Regions from separate parts of the Sus scrofa genome. Here all the other regions are linked to region 2. A link is a contact called in public Hi-C and HiChIP or PLAC-seq data. All regions are on one chromosome and are shown on one strand. Each heading gives the region's core, a stretch centred on a gene start, on an enhancer-like site or on the middle of the called end of the contact. The rest is flanking DNA. Distances are from core to core; before and after follow the strand shown.

Evidence for each region. Hi-C and Micro-C count contacts between places; a contact is called where the count stands out from the background. HiChIP or PLAC-seq counts read pairs in DNA pulled down with a chosen protein or histone mark.
Region 1: an H3K27ac HiChIP or PLAC-seq map of alveolar macrophages shows a contact between it and region 2. The contact joins the promoter of KEAP1 here to the promoter of CDC37 in region 2. A contact is called at or near these places in 12 of 47 Hi-C or Micro-C datasets (alveolar macrophages, brain, embryonic fibroblasts and 7 more) and 2 of 2 datasets of contacts at active chromatin or transcription factors (alveolar macrophages and skeletal muscle).
Region 3: a contact with region 2 is called in a Hi-C map of heart right ventricle, with 2.5 times the contacts expected there. The contact joins the promoter of ATG4D here to the promoter of CDC37 in region 2. A contact is called at or near these places in 2 of 47 Hi-C or Micro-C datasets (heart right ventricle and retroperitoneal adipose tissue) and 1 of 2 datasets of contacts at active chromatin or transcription factors (alveolar macrophages).
Region 4: an H3K27ac HiChIP or PLAC-seq map of alveolar macrophages shows a contact between it and region 2. The contact joins the promoter of LOC100511183 here to the promoter of CDC37 in region 2. A contact is called at or near these places in 2 of 47 Hi-C or Micro-C datasets (epiblast stem cells and skeletal muscle) and 1 of 2 datasets of contacts at active chromatin or transcription factors (alveolar macrophages).
Region 5: a Hi-C map of alveolar macrophages shows a contact between it and region 2, with 3 times the contacts expected there. The contact joins the promoter of KRI1 here to the promoter of CDC37 in region 2. A contact is called at or near these places in 4 of 5 promoter capture datasets (fetal liver, fetal skeletal muscle and liver), 31 of 47 Hi-C or Micro-C datasets (adipocytes, adipose tissue, alveolar macrophages and 18 more) and 2 of 2 datasets of contacts at active chromatin or transcription factors (alveolar macrophages and skeletal muscle).

Annotation. Positions count from the first base shown.
Region 1 is chr2:69,288,145-69,290,844 of Sscrofa11.1, reverse strand. KEAP1 (kelch-like ECH-associated protein 1) reads left to right here and starts at 1,336. Exons shown (of 6, transcript NM_001114671.1): 1 at 1,336-1,446.
Region 2 is chr2:69,211,627-69,214,326 of Sscrofa11.1, reverse strand. CDC37 (cell division cycle 37) reads left to right here and starts at 1,418. Exons shown (of 8, transcript NM_001123096.1): 1 at 1,418-1,613. The coding sequence starts at 1,512. LOC110259341 (a long non-coding RNA gene) reads right to left here and starts at 1,495. Exons shown (of 3, transcript XR_002341637.1): 1 at 9-1,495.
Region 3 is chr2:69,319,303-69,322,002 of Sscrofa11.1, reverse strand. ATG4D (autophagy related 4D cysteine peptidase) reads right to left here and starts at 1,308. Exons shown (of 10, transcript NM_001123079.1): 1 at 1,077-1,308; 2 at 447-530; 3 at 190-363. The coding sequence starts at 1,308.
Region 4 is chr2:69,109,827-69,112,526 of Sscrofa11.1, reverse strand. It overlaps LOC100511183 (intercellular adhesion molecule 5), which reads right to left and starts at 1,304. Exons shown (of 11, transcript XM_005654856.3): 1 at 855-1,304. The coding sequence starts at 936. ICAM4 (intercellular adhesion molecule 4) reads right to left here. Exons shown (of 3, transcript XM_003123246.5): 3 at 2,474-2,684. The coding sequence ends at 2,566.
Region 5 is chr2:69,335,671-69,338,370 of Sscrofa11.1, reverse strand. It overlaps KRI1 (protein KRI1 homolog), which reads left to right and starts at 1,267. Exons shown (of 19, transcript XM_013987437.2): 1 at 1,267-1,501; 2 at 1,612-1,685; 3 at 2,437-2,542. The coding sequence starts at 1,408. CDKN2D (cyclin-dependent kinase 4 inhibitor D) reads left to right here. Exons shown (of 3, transcript XM_005654859.2): 3 at 1-943. The coding sequence ends at 346.

The sequences.
Region 1 (2,700 bases), core at 87-2,586, 77 kb before region 2:
CTACACCACAGCTCAAGACAACCCAGGATCTGCAACCCACTGACCAAGGCCAGGGATCGAACCTGCGTCCTCATGGGTGCTAGTCAGATTCGGTTCCGCTGAGCCAGGACAGGAACTTCTCACTTAAGTTTTCATATAGATGTACTCTTAAAAAAATTTTTAATGCATTTATTGAAGTTACCTTTATATCACAGACAGCATAAGTGGTAAATCAGTATCACTTGCCATGAAGAATAAAAATCCATATTTTATTGGGCGCAAGTGTTCTTATTTAGTATTCCAGATAACCTAGCAGGTAGGTGCTTTTATTGTTAACATTCTTATAGCGAGGAAACTGAAGCCTGGAGAGGTTAATTAAGCTACAGGCCCACCCGCACAGAGCTAGAGTGGCAGAGCTGGAGTTCGTATCTCTTCCCGAGAGCTTCACGCTCTTTCAGATTGGCGATAACTAAAAAATAAAGACAATGAAAATTCAAGTGGGTAGACAATTCTAACTGGATCCTGCGCTGCCTTAATGTGAGGCCCGCGCCCTGTGAAGTTAAAGGGACAAAGAAGAGCAGGTCGTGGACAGCAGACACGCACAGAAATCGACAAAACTAGGCGGATGGAGGGGACTGCGAGGGGGGTACCGGCCAGATAGGCTTCGCGGTGATCCCTCGCCCGATGCCCAGCTCTATGCCCACGGGCGCCGAGGCACCTGCGGGAAGGGCGGGGAATCGAGACTCCTTCCCCGCCGCGCCCTCTCCGCCCTCTCCCCGCCTCCTTCCCGGGCGTCCTGAGGCTGCCCCCCCACTCGACGGCCGCGACCCCGAAGGCTGAGCCACCCCAGAACCAAGGCCCCCCCGCGACGGCGGAAGCGCCCGCGGGCCTCTCACAAGGAAAATTAGTCGAGAGCCGCCCCCGGCCGGGCCGAGGCCCTTAGGGCTTCCCGGAAGCTCGGTGAGCGGGTGGCACCACGGTGCCCCAGAGCCGCCGCGGAGCCCAGGCTTCCCCACCTCGTAGGGAGAGCGGCAGAGGCTACGCGACGACCCAGGTGAGCGCGGCGGCAGGTCGGCGGTGGTGAGGGATGCCCACTGATCCCTGGTGCGGGGACGGGCTGGGCCTCGAACCTGGGGCTCTGATTCTCTGCGGCTCCTACCACGAGTTTGGGAGCGCCGAGCGCTGCGGTCATTGGCCCCGTCGCAAAGACCGCTGTGGTCGCCGCGCTGAGGCTGCGCAGCTGGGCGACAGCTAGCGTGGGCGGGGTGGGGTGGGGAGCGGCCCCTCCGCTGTCCCCGCCGCTCGAGGAGGCCGGGGGCCGCCGGGACTTTTATTCTGACACGGCCGGCGCCCGGCTCTGCTTAGTCATGGTGACCTGCGCGCGTTCCGCACCTCCCCCCTGCACGCTGCGATGGAGGCGCCTGGGCCTGGGCGACGGAGGCGGAGCCCGAGAGCGGCCATGGCGGGGTGAGTGAGGCGGCCTGCGCCCGGGCGGCGGGTACCGTGGGCCGTGAGTGCCCTGCGGCCGTGCCTGGGGGCCGGAGAACTGCGCGTTGCGGGCCGGTCGCCTCGGGGTTCCCGCGGCTCCGCGGAGGCCAGAAGGGTGCGGTTCGAGTCGGAGCCTTTTGTTGGACGGCGCAACTCGCGGGGTGGCCCGAGAGCGACGCAAACCGAGCCAAGGGCCCAGGGAGCGCCGCTCCGACCAAGGCCGGGGGATTCCGGGACGTTGGGGGGCTTGGTCTTCGCCCTGGGGCTGGCAGTGGAGAGGCGGCGGCGGGGTCACTTCCTCCCTTTTCCAGGCCTTGGCAGCTCAGGCAGGACATGCGCAGTCTCCCACTTACCGCTTCATGGGGGTGGCGGGGGAGTGCCCAGGGCCCAGGGGGCACCGTTGGCCGATTGGCCCATGACCAAGAGGCCGGCCTGGGCCTCAGCTGGGGAGAGGCGGCCATGGCCCGGTGGAGGAGGGTGATCTGGCAGGCACACTGGAGTGGGCAGTCAGCCAGCCATAGCTCATTGACCCCTGCACGGTGCCAGATCCCAGGCAGAGAGGCACAGGAGAGGATGGGCACAGCCCTGACCTACACAGGGCTACCTGTCCTCAGAAACCTGGGGGCTCAGGGCCAGACGGATGGGCCATCCTTCAAGGAGGAAGCAAAGGAGCTCATTTCAATTCTTGACAAGTGCTGTGATGGAAATAAAGCAGGGAGGAGGTGACTGAGTTGAGCCCAGGGAAAGATGAGTTAGAGAAACTTGGGGAGCCTCTTGCAGATTCCCTCCTCCCTGAAGGACTTTTCAAAACACAGCTCCTGCCCTGGCTGTCGAGTCTCCACAGGTTTCTTGGAAACCCTTCAATAGTCATTATGCTCATTATACTCCTTACCGATTTTTCAGATTGCCTGTCATTCTGCCTCTGAGCCTTTGCACTTGCTCTCTCTCTGCCTAGAAAACTCTCATCCCACCCCCACCTCCTTCATATGTTCACCCCTCTTGTCTCAGCACCAACAGAGGCCTGGAATACCTGAGTTAAAGTAACTGCCCTCAAGTCACACTATCACAATGTGCTGTCATTTCCTTCAAAGCCTCAATTTTTGCTCAAGTCTTGCTTATTTTACTTATGGCTCCTCCATTCCCAAGTGTCAGCTCTAAGGGAGCACAGTGTATGTCAGTCTTACTCACTGCTGTGTCCCTGGTGTCTAGAACTGTGCCTGGTAGTGGTCCACA
Region 2 (2,700 bases), core at 169-2,668:
AATCTTACCTTGCAGGGGGACTGGGGAGGGGATGCCCCGCCCTCTCCGGCCTGGGGGGCGGGAGGGGACAGGGGTGTCCAGACCCTTTGTTGTTTGCTGGTGTGTGTGTGTGTGTGTGTGTGTGTGTGTGTGTGCGCGCGCGCGCACGCGCGATTGTCAGACCTGAGGTGTGGGTCCGTGCGCGCGCGAGCCCAGGCCGTGACGGCTGCTGAGATGCTGGACTGCCGGGGCTGGAGAGGGAGGAGGAGGAGAGGGGGACTCCCCCGCCCCCGCCCGCCTCCTTGCCGGTTTGAATGAAGCGTGAGGGGGAGGGGAGGCAGCGGGCAGGAGCTTTGTCAGGACGTGTCCCCTCCCCTTCCCCCGACTGGGGAATCCCCTCCCATCCCCCCTGCGCCCCCATTTAGAGACCTTTACTCCTTTCTCTCCAGCCTTTTCCCTCCAAACGCCCACTCTGGGGGAGTCTGGAAGAGGCGCCCTTCACGCAAGTGGTTGAAGCTTCTCCCATCCCCCACGCCATCGGAGCATCCTTTAATCTGAGATAATCCCGGCCCTAGGCTGCAACGCGGCCTTTTATCCTGGTATCAAAGCGTGGGTAGGGATATATGAAAGTGTGTGGCTGGGGTCGCTCAAGCTCAATGTAAGAGTCCTTAGAGCCCAGGACCAGAAAAGGGGCCCCAGACGAAAGGGGAAGGCCTGCTAGCGGTCCTAGAGCACTACCACCGGGAAAGATTCCCCACTTGGTGTGAGGCCAGAAGCACTGGCCGCTAGTTAGACATTGGTGCCACCCAGCGGCCGCACGGGGAGACGCTGTGGATCGGCTCCCGAGACTAGTTAAATGAAGTCTGGGTGATTCCGAAGGGGGGCGCGCGAATCCCCGTTCAGGAGTGGCAGAAGCGAGGAGGAGGCTGTGGTTCGAGCCGGGGAAACACCAGGCCCCAAGGCAGAGCCACAGCACTCCCATCACCTCCAACCCCTCAAGGGCAGGGCCATATCCTTCCTTCACTTAGACCCTCCCAGGACAGGGTCCTGTACCCCTCGGACTGGGAAGGTCCTTCCATATCAGACAACCTCCCCAACACAGCTAAATCCCCCTTCACAAGGAACCCAGCAGTGGGCTAGGGCTGACGTCACTGCAGCGTGGCTAAGAGGACAATCCTCTCCCTCAGGCTCGCCAACTGCTCACTTACGGCCGCCGTAAAGGCCCACTATGCGGCGGCAGGAGATTAGCGGGGCTCGAGGTTGGAGAACCCACTCATATACCCCCCAGGAAGTGCCCGAAGCAGGATGGGATGAGGTTTGAGGGAGAATCCCAGGAGTTGGGACACGTGCGCAGGGCTCTTTAAGAACTCGGTCGCCAGGGCCGCTGCCAGGGTTACTAAGGATGTGACGTCACGTGCGGGCGGGGGCGTGCGCGCCCAGACGGAAGCGGAAGGGGCGGGGCTCGGCGGTCCGAGTCTCCGTGCTGCCGCTACCGCCGCCAGAGTCGGAGCTGGCTGGGCCGCCAAGGCAAGATGGTGGACTACAGCGTGTGGGATCACATCGAGGTGTCTGACGATGAAGACGAGACGCACCCCAATATCGACACTGCCAGCCTCTTCCGCTGGAGGCACCAGGTAGAGCGCGCGCGGCCAGCCCCTTCCCCCACTCCCGGGTCTCTGCTTCAGAGTTCTGACTTCAGATACTGCTAGGAACCCGGCCATGGACACCTGAGATTCCCACCCTACAGTCTGGACTTTCAGTAGCGCCCAGGGTTCTTCGATTCAACTCCGGGATCCCAGAACTTCCGGGACCCTTGAGTCCCTTGCCTGCTATCCGAGCCTCCCCCTGCCGATTTCTTCTTGGAACTCCCAGTTCACCCCTAGGGCACCTTCTTCAGAGTTTAACTACCAAGACAAGCTTTGGGCTTCCCCCCCAGTTCCGTTTGGGACCTTCCATTTACGCTCCGAATCTTACCTCAGAATCTTGACCCTGATCCTATTCAAGTACCCCCTTGTGATCTTGGACATCCCATGGGCCCCTCCCAATCCCTAGAGTTCCCAGTACTTTAAGTTGTAAGTCTGTTCTTCGATCGGCCTTTCTGGGTCCCAGTGGTGATTCCCGTTTAGATCCAGAAATCCTCTAAATACAACAAGGAATTCTGTCCTTCCTTGAGATTTCTGTTCCTGGCGTGGGACTCCAGCCCACACCCAGGACCCCTTTCCTGGAACTTAAACCAGTGCCCATCAGTATCCTTAGTCCCATCTAGGACTGGCATTTTGAAACCTAGTTCCCTTTCAGATTGAACCACCAGCTCTACCCTTGATGGAGCTTCCAATTCCGGCCACTCTCCTTCAGCCTCACATACTGTAGACCCAGTTTCCCATTATGTCAGGAAATCCTACCCACGTGGCTTCCCCCCAGCTAGAGCCCCTGCCCCTGCTTGGTACTGCAGACCCAGTCACCAAACTCTCCCCCCCACCCAAGACAGGCTTCCTGTAGGAGTCAGCTTTGGAAAGCCTCATTCAAATGCAAGTCCAGGACCCAAACCCACCCCTTCTTCCTTCTGACCCTAGCATGGACTGCTGATCTCAGACACCCAGAGTGACCCTGCTTTTACCAGAAACCCTCCCAGTCTGATTCCAGATTCATTGCCCTACTTTTACTTATTCCCCAAATCCAGACTCCAGGATCCCAAAGTCTGTTCTCTTGCCCTTCTCCCAC
Region 3 (2,700 bases), core at 59-2,558, 110 kb before region 2:
GGCTCCTGAGACGCCACCAATCCTGTTGTACCACAGCAGGAACTCCTTAAACTTATTTTTATTGACAACTCTCACTTCCCTCCAAAACATACTTGACACACACTTCTAACATGACTTTAAACTCTTAGTTTATAAACAATTTTAATACTGCTGACTTGTAGTTGGTGCCTTTCCCCCTCCACTACTCACCTCTGGGCAGGAAATGCAGCAGCAGGCCCTGTGCCAGCATCATCTGCCCACTTCGTAACATGCATCCCCAGCCACAGTCTGAGGTCAGGCAGCCCCCAGCCAGGGGCGGGAAGTCCCGGCGGTAAGTGAGCCATAGGCGGGACACAAAGTCCCGCTGGAAACGCTGGATGTCACCTACAAGAGCAGGCTTGTCAGCTGCCACCAGGGACACCCCCAGGGGGGCCTCCTCCAACCCTAGCCACAGGTCACCAGCTCACCCTCGCCCTCGAAGCGGTAGCGGCGGCCACACAGGTGGACACTGGAGATCTTGCTAAAGCTGGTCCGGCTTTTGACTGCCCAACCTGGGGAGATGTGGGGCAGCGCCCAGCAAGATGAAGCACTTGCTTGACACCTGATGGTTAGGACGGCAGCAGCGCTTCCATTCCCCCATCTGTGACATGGGGGCTATCTTAGTTCCTATCTGACAGAAGGCTCTGGGGAATCATAGCTGCATGCCTCTAAGGTGGAGGTGGTGCCCCTAGTAACAGTCACAAGCGGTCTGCCAATTAATTCAGATTGAATTAAAGCAGGTCTGATTATAGTACCCATTTTACAGAGGGGGAAAATGGAGGCACAGGGAAACCAAAAAAACCCTTGCCCAAGGTCACACCAGGAATCACTGAGACTGGAAAACACATTCCCCGTTTGACCTGCCAACCAGCGGCCCGCCCTGGGCAGGGCAGGGCGGGGGATCGACCCACAGGTGACTCACAGGAGAACAAAGGGTGGAATACTTGGCAGAGGCAGGGTCTGTCCTCCCTGACTCCCGATCTGTAAGCTCCCCGCCCGCCTGAACCCTACGTTCTCTCCAACGTCAAATCCAATCCCCGGGCCCGCCCCCTCCTCACCGTACTTCACGTTGTTCCAGGCGGTCAGGAACTTCGCCTTAAACTTGTCCACTTCGTCCGGCTCCCCGGGGCCAACCCCTGGTGACGCAAGAGCGGGGCCGCTGGCTCCGGAGGGCCCCAGGCTGTTGGGGTCCGGGGTCCGGGGACCCCGCGGCCTGCGGCCCTCGGGGCGGCGCGCGTCCTCCGGGCTCCCGCTCTGGTACTGCGCGGCGGCCGGCGACACGGAGTTCATGGGCGCGCCGGGAGGGCGGACCGAGGGCCCCGGGGGCCGCGCGCGAGCGCCCCAGGGGGCCAGGACGCGGACACCTAGGAAGGCGCTAGTGAGCCCCCGGCACAACCGCCAGACCCCCGGGCCCGGCGCAGGACGCTGTCACCGCCGCCGCCGCCATTTTAGCGGCCTTAGCCCCGGTAGGGAGGCGGGCGTGACACGGCCGGACGCCCCGCCCCTGCCCCCAGCCTGGGTTCCCAGCCCCAGTCCCGGGTGGCCGCAGTGGGGCCTCCTGACGCAGAGCCTTCCCCACAGCGCCCCGCGACCCCCACCGCCGCCCGCTCTATCACTGCGCCCAGGTCTGCCCGATCCCCTGCAGGTCCTTATCGGAGGCCCCAAGCGCCGGGAAGCCCCGCCTAAACAGGCCCCGCCCCGGCCCCACCCCCTCTGGGGCGCTGGGGACTGACCACCCCGCGCGGCTCAGGTGCGGTTTGCTCCTGCTCTCGTCCACCAGAAGATCGGAGTGCCCCTCTACGGGCTGCGCACACAGGACACGCCTCGGCTGTGTGCTCAGCCTGTGGTTGACACCCTCTCCCCAAATTCCCCCTTCAAGCTACACTTCTAGGTGCTTCTGTTTCCCCAGGAGCAAAAAAGCGCTCAAATACACGATAAACACAAACGAATCTTCCTAATTTTGCTGAGGGAAGGAATCCAGACAAAAAAGAAGAGTGTATACTCTCTGGTCCCATTTATTTAAACTCTGGAAAAATGCAACCTCATCTATAGTCTTAGCAGATCTGTGGTTCCCTGGGGCTGGGGTGGGGAGAGGTGGGAGGGAGGGATAAAAAGGGGGTAGTTTGTGTTTACTATCTTGATTGTGGTGTTTGTTTCCAGCGTGTGAAAACTCAAGGGACTGTACATGTTTACAGTGTGTGGTTTGATGTGTCCATTACACCTCAATAAAACTATAAAAAATTTTCAATGCATCTAATTCAGAAGATGGGCAGAGTTCATCCCCATAAAGCGCTTAGGGTGGCATTTGAGAGACAGTCAGGGCTCAGCAAAAGCCAACCATGACCCCAAAGACAGGATAAAGGTAGTGACCTTGGGAACTGCAGAGAGGGTGGCCTCTAGTGGCCAGCTCAAGGGCTCTGTCAGCAGGCTGACAGAATTTGGATGAAGGATTTGGGGGAAGAGTATGCGATGTGATGGCAGGAAAGGACAGTCACCTCCCCAATTTTCTCATCTGCGCTCCCCTCATTCACTTCCCTTCAGCCACACCAGCCTCCTTTCTCAAATGCAACAGGTACCATCTCACCTCAGGACCTTTACTCTTGCTGTTGCCTCTGCCTAGACCACTCTTCCCAGAGATATCTGATTTGCTCTCCTTCAGGACTTTATTCAAAGGTCATCCCT
Region 4 (2,700 bases), core at 55-2,554, 100 kb after region 2:
GGGATTCCCGAGGAATGAGTAGAGGCCACAATCAGGAAAAAAAAACTCAGGATTCCCGAGTCCTGCCCAGGCCTGAGGTTTACAAGCACGCTCCCACCGTCCAAACCTCGAGGGTGCCTCTGGTACACGGCAGCAAAGAGCCCTACTCTCAAAGGTGCTGAAGGAGCGATGAGGAAGCATGGGGGAGGGTAGAGATGAGAGGAAAAACGGGGTCTTCAATGCACACAGCAATGTTGGAAGGAGGGGACCCCGGGTTGGGGAAAGGAAACCAACTTGTTCTCAGGGTTCTCGGCCAGGAGAGGGGGAAACTCTGGTTGAAGCAGGGCCAAAAGAGAGATGAGGGTGAGTCAAGGATAAAGAAGGATTCCAAACCCGGGTGAAGAGTAAAGAAAGAGGACATGGGGCTGGGCTCGTGGAAGGAACCGCGGGAACAGCTAAAGGACTCGGTTGCCAGGGCTCTGAGTGAGCTGAAACAGCGCCTCTGACTCATGGCAGTTGGTGAGATGGGGTCTTCACGGATTATGAGTGGGTAAGATGCCAGTCCGTGGACCATGGTGCATAGCAGAGCGTGAGGAAGTACCCCAGAGGGGACCAGGGAGATATGGGGTCTCCAGAGCTCGAGGTTGGGTGCAGAAGATCGCCCAGGATCTCGAAGGTAGGGACGAGCGAGGAGCCAGGAAGCTGGATCTCTAGCGTGTGTTGAGGGGAAGAGGGATAGAGAAGGCCCGAGGCTCAAGGTGGGGGCAGAAGCGTGGGAGCGAGGCGAGGGCGGAGCGAGAAGAGGCTAGTGGCCGCTTCGCAGGTCGAGGAACTCCGCCCCCGCCCTGTCCACCCTGAGCCGGACCGGCTCTTACCTGAGAGGCCGAGGAGCCCCAGGCCCAGGACAGCCCAGAGGCCGAGCAGCGCCCGGTGCAGCCCTGGCGAGGGCCCTGGCATCGCCGCCGCGGGGGAAGCGCAGGAGGCGAGGGGAGCGCGAGCGCTGAGCTGGGCTAGAGGACGGCGCGGCGCGGCGGGTGGGGTGTGGAGGAGGCTGAGTTGCGCTCGGGGATTGGTTTAACGTTGGTAACTTGGTTTCCAAGGTGGGGGCGGCAGCAGAGGCGGCAGGGGGGCGGGAGGGCGAGCGTGAGCCAGGCTCCCGGCCTTGGTGAAGGCGTGCTAGCAGGAGCGAGCGACCCCCGGGGTCTACGTGAAGGCCAGCCCCATCGCCCGGAGCCTTCTGGGGGCGGCTGCGCGCTCCCGCGTCATTCTCCGCGGCGACGCGGAGGTGGGTGGGATGCAGGTTTGCCCTTCTCAAACCCCCACCCCACCCCTTGCTTAGATGCTATGATAATGAGCTAGACTCCGAGCTCCGCCTCCGTATTTAGCCCCTCCTACTAGCGCTCCTTGGGGCGGGGATTGATTAGGGGGCTAGAAGAGATTTGAGAAGCTCAGGCTGTGAAGGAGACTGTTATAGGGGAGGAGGTGGGGATGCCTCTTTCACAGATCCTTCCCCTTTTGACCCCTGGGAGCTGAGGGTTACAGCCACGCCCTATTCCCTCTCTGACTCCGCCCCCGCACGCGACAGAAGGGGCGGGGATGAAAGTGACAGCGAGTTGGGAACACGTGTGCGTGCGCGCAGCGTTCTCGGGCATCTAAATTAGGGTCGGCTCTGCTCTGGGTCTGTATTTACCCAGCGTGCAGCGGGCACGTGTCTACGCTGCGTGTGTGAGCAGGAGCTGCCAAAGAGCACCTCAATCCGCTTTCTGCGCGGCGGCTGGGGCCCTGGAACCATGAGGGCCTTGCCAGGCATCCAGTACAGGCCCAGATTCTGTGTCCACGCGAGATCAAGAGACTAACAGTTGACCCCCGCATCTGGGCACCCCCATGTACCCACCAGGCCCAGTGACCATCCCGACGTTGCCAGGAAGCGAGTCTGACACACACACACACACACACACACAACACACACCACCATATGGTTGTTCCTTACCACAGTCACCACATGGTATTTGTTCTGTGTATCCATGTTCCCCCAAAAGTACATATGACCCCACCCATCTGTGCTCTCACCCCCAGAGCTAATGGTGAAATAGGGGGATTAGTTCTCATCCCACTCCTACCTCGAGGAAAATGCAGAGTCTAAAGTGGAAGGGGGAAGGAAACTTAACATCCAATGAGAGCTGCTGCTGGTAGCTCTGGAGCCAATCAGGAGAAGCCATACCAGGAACAAGCCTTCCCACAGCCTAAAGCCTCCCAAGGCCCAGGATTTGCCCTTCTGCTCTGCACTGATAATTCCTGTGGAAGGTTTTTACTACACCGGCTGGGAATGCAGAGGGATTGCAGCTCCGGTTTGGGAGATCAGAGTTAGGAAACCTAAGATGCCCTCAAGGAAAAAAGGAACTTGGAGAAAATGATAGAGGCAAGGCCAAAAAACAAGACCACTTGGTTAGAGGAGGTGCGCTAATGGGGGACCTTTATGCCCAAGGGTAGAAGCTGGCTGAGGAAGACTTTATTGATCCAGGCAAGGTTCCACAAATTGTTCCAGATTCCTTTTTCCTCCAGCTCAGCCAGCATGGACCACTGCCTCTACCTCTGAGACTGTATCAGTAGGTACTTATGCATGCAAAGGATGCCCATGACAAGAAGGATTCCCACAAGGGCTGCGATGGAGGTGAAGGCCAAGGCTTTGGACGCAGGGCTCCAAGCTGGGGGTGGAAGGGG
Region 5 (2,700 bases), core at 18-2,517, 120 kb before region 2:
CAGCCCCACCATCGCCCAGGAGCTCCTGAAACAAGGTGCCAGCCCCAATGTCCAGGATGCTTCCGGCACCACTCCGGCCCACGATGCAGCCCGTACTGGATTCCTTGACACCCTGAAAGTGTTGGTAGAGCACGGCGCTGATGTCAATGCACCTGATGGCACCGGGGCACTCCCCATTCATCTGGCTGTGAGAGAGGGCCACACCTCTGTGGTCAGCTTCCTGGCTGCTGAATCTGATCTCCATCACAGGGACGCCAGGGGGCTTACACCCCTGGAGCTGGCAAGGGGGAGAGGTGCTCAGGATCTCATGGACATACTACAGCGGCACACAGTGGCACCACTGTGACCTGGGGCCACCCAGTCCAGCAACAGGACCCGGCTGGGTTCTGTGTCAGAAGAGAAGGGAAGAAACACTTTCTCCCTTAGCTCCTCCTGCCCACTGCCGAGGGGCACAAGTTTGTGGCTTGTTGGTGTTGATTTCTGGGGTGTGTGTGTTTGAGGTGCATTTCTCATTTTTTTTCCTCTCACCCCTTTTGGTGTATTGGGCAGAGAAGGGCTCCTGCAGGCAACAGCCACCTAAACGGTTCAGTTTCCTCCACCCCCCAGACTGCTGGGACTACAGACAAGTCCCAAGGGCAGAGCGTTTAAAGCCCTAGCTCCAGAGTGAGGTCATTCCTTCCAAGGCTCCTGGAACCTGTCGACCTTGGCCAGCTATACCCAGAGCTAGACCTCAAGTGTGCACACTGCTTTCGGGCATGGGGGAGGGGGGTGTTCCAAATCAGTAAAAGGGTAGTATGAGTTCATTCATATTTTGTTTAAAAGCTTGTTTTCCAGTCCCTTGTACAGCGTTAACACATTCTATTTATTAAGCTTTATGGAAAAAATTGTTGTGTGTGTAATTTAATGTTTTTACCCATTAAATTAAGACTTGTGCATGATCATAGCGCCAGTGGCTTCTGATTTTTGAGGCTGCGATGGAGAGTCGTGCATTCAGGATGTTTGTGGGGGTGGGCACCCAGGTCGCGGATCGTGGGTCCTTTGGCGGAGGGGCGAGAGTGGTAATTCCCAGGGCGCAAGGGGTGAGTGAGCTGGGTGGGGCAGCGGTTTGCGCTGTCGGAACGGAAGGGAGGCAGGAAACCGCGAGTGGAGAAAGGGCCCCCAGATGTCAGCTGGGTGCCGGGAGCCCTGGGGGTGGGGGAGTGGGGTGGGCGGTGGCCGTAGCCTTCCCTGCAGAGGCGTGGCCCATGGGTGGGGACTGCCGTCACAGGGCTTGGGATCCCGGAAGGGCCAGGGGCTGGGTTAAGTGCCGTCCACGAGGCTCCGCCCCATTTAAAGCTAGCTTGCTAGGGAGTAGCCCCGCCCCCTGGGGCGCCCTCCGTACGCTTGCGCAGTGTGCCCAGAGCCGCCATGCCGGAGCCGCGCGGGTCGTCGCCCCTGCGGGTGAACGCGGCGTTTGCTGCGCGGTACGGCCGCTACCGGGAGCGCGAGGAGCTGCAGCGGCGTGAGTGCGGGGCGCATGCGCGCGGGGCGCCGGCGCATGCCGGGCGGTCAGGAAGTGGGCTTGATCTGGTCCCCCAGGCTGACCTGAGGGCTCCTATCTGTGCCCCACAGTCAAAGATCGCTACGGAGACCAGGACGGCAGTGGCGACTCCAGCTCCGAGTCTGACTCCAGCGATGAGCGCGTGGTGAGCTTACCCGCTTCCGTCCTGAACTTGGGGAGGCTTCCAAGCACACCATCCTTGCCCGGCTTATAGGGAGCTGCTTACCCTCATCACCAGCGCGCCGAGGGGAGCTTTCAACTCCCGCCCTTCATTCCCTTGAGAGCCAGACAGCGTCCTCCCCATCCCCAGGGGGTGGCCAGATTCCCCCTACCTCCCCCTTCTCACCTCGGAGCTCCTGGCCCATCTTGATCTGTGAGGTGTAAACTGTCTGTCCACCTTTTTGTCCCTAACAGTCTAACCCTTTCTCAACGCCTGCCGCTCTCCCCAAAGTGGGGCATCCCTCTGCCACATGGGGCACCCACCTTTTCCCCATAGCAGCCCTGATCTTCCCAGTCTCCCTGAGTGGTCCAGCCCTTTCTCTCCATTCTTCCTGTGCCCTTTCTGCCCACCTAGCCCCGTGTCCTGAATCCCTTACTGATGCCAGGAAGTAACCTCTCCTTACCCACTACTTCCATTTCATATCCTGTACATATCCTATGTGTGGACCACCCCCAAGACGGCCCCTCTCCCTCCTCCACCCGTTTGCCCCCCTCTTCCACTCAGATCCAGACCTCCACCCCCCACCTGCCTCTCTAGCCAGATTCCCCTTCCTGCTTCTTAATATATGCCCCTCCCCCACCCTAATTCCCACACCCTCTCAGCCCACCTACCCCTGGTGCCCTCATCACCAGGTGCCTCCTTCTGAAATCTGTCTCCACCTCTTTTCCTGCCCTAGGAATTTGACCCCCAGCAGGAGCGAGACTTTTACAGGACTCTATCCTTGTTGAAGAAGAAGGATCCCCGGATTTACAAGAAAGATGCCACATTCTATCAGAGAACAGGTCTGGGACTGCTCGTTTTTTTGTTTTGTTTTGTTTTGTTTTTGTCTTTTGAGGGTGGGACCGGCAGCATATGGAACTTCCCAGGCTAAGGGTTGAATCAAAGATGTAGCTGCCAGCCTACACCACAGCCACAGCAACTCAGGATCCGAGCCACTTCT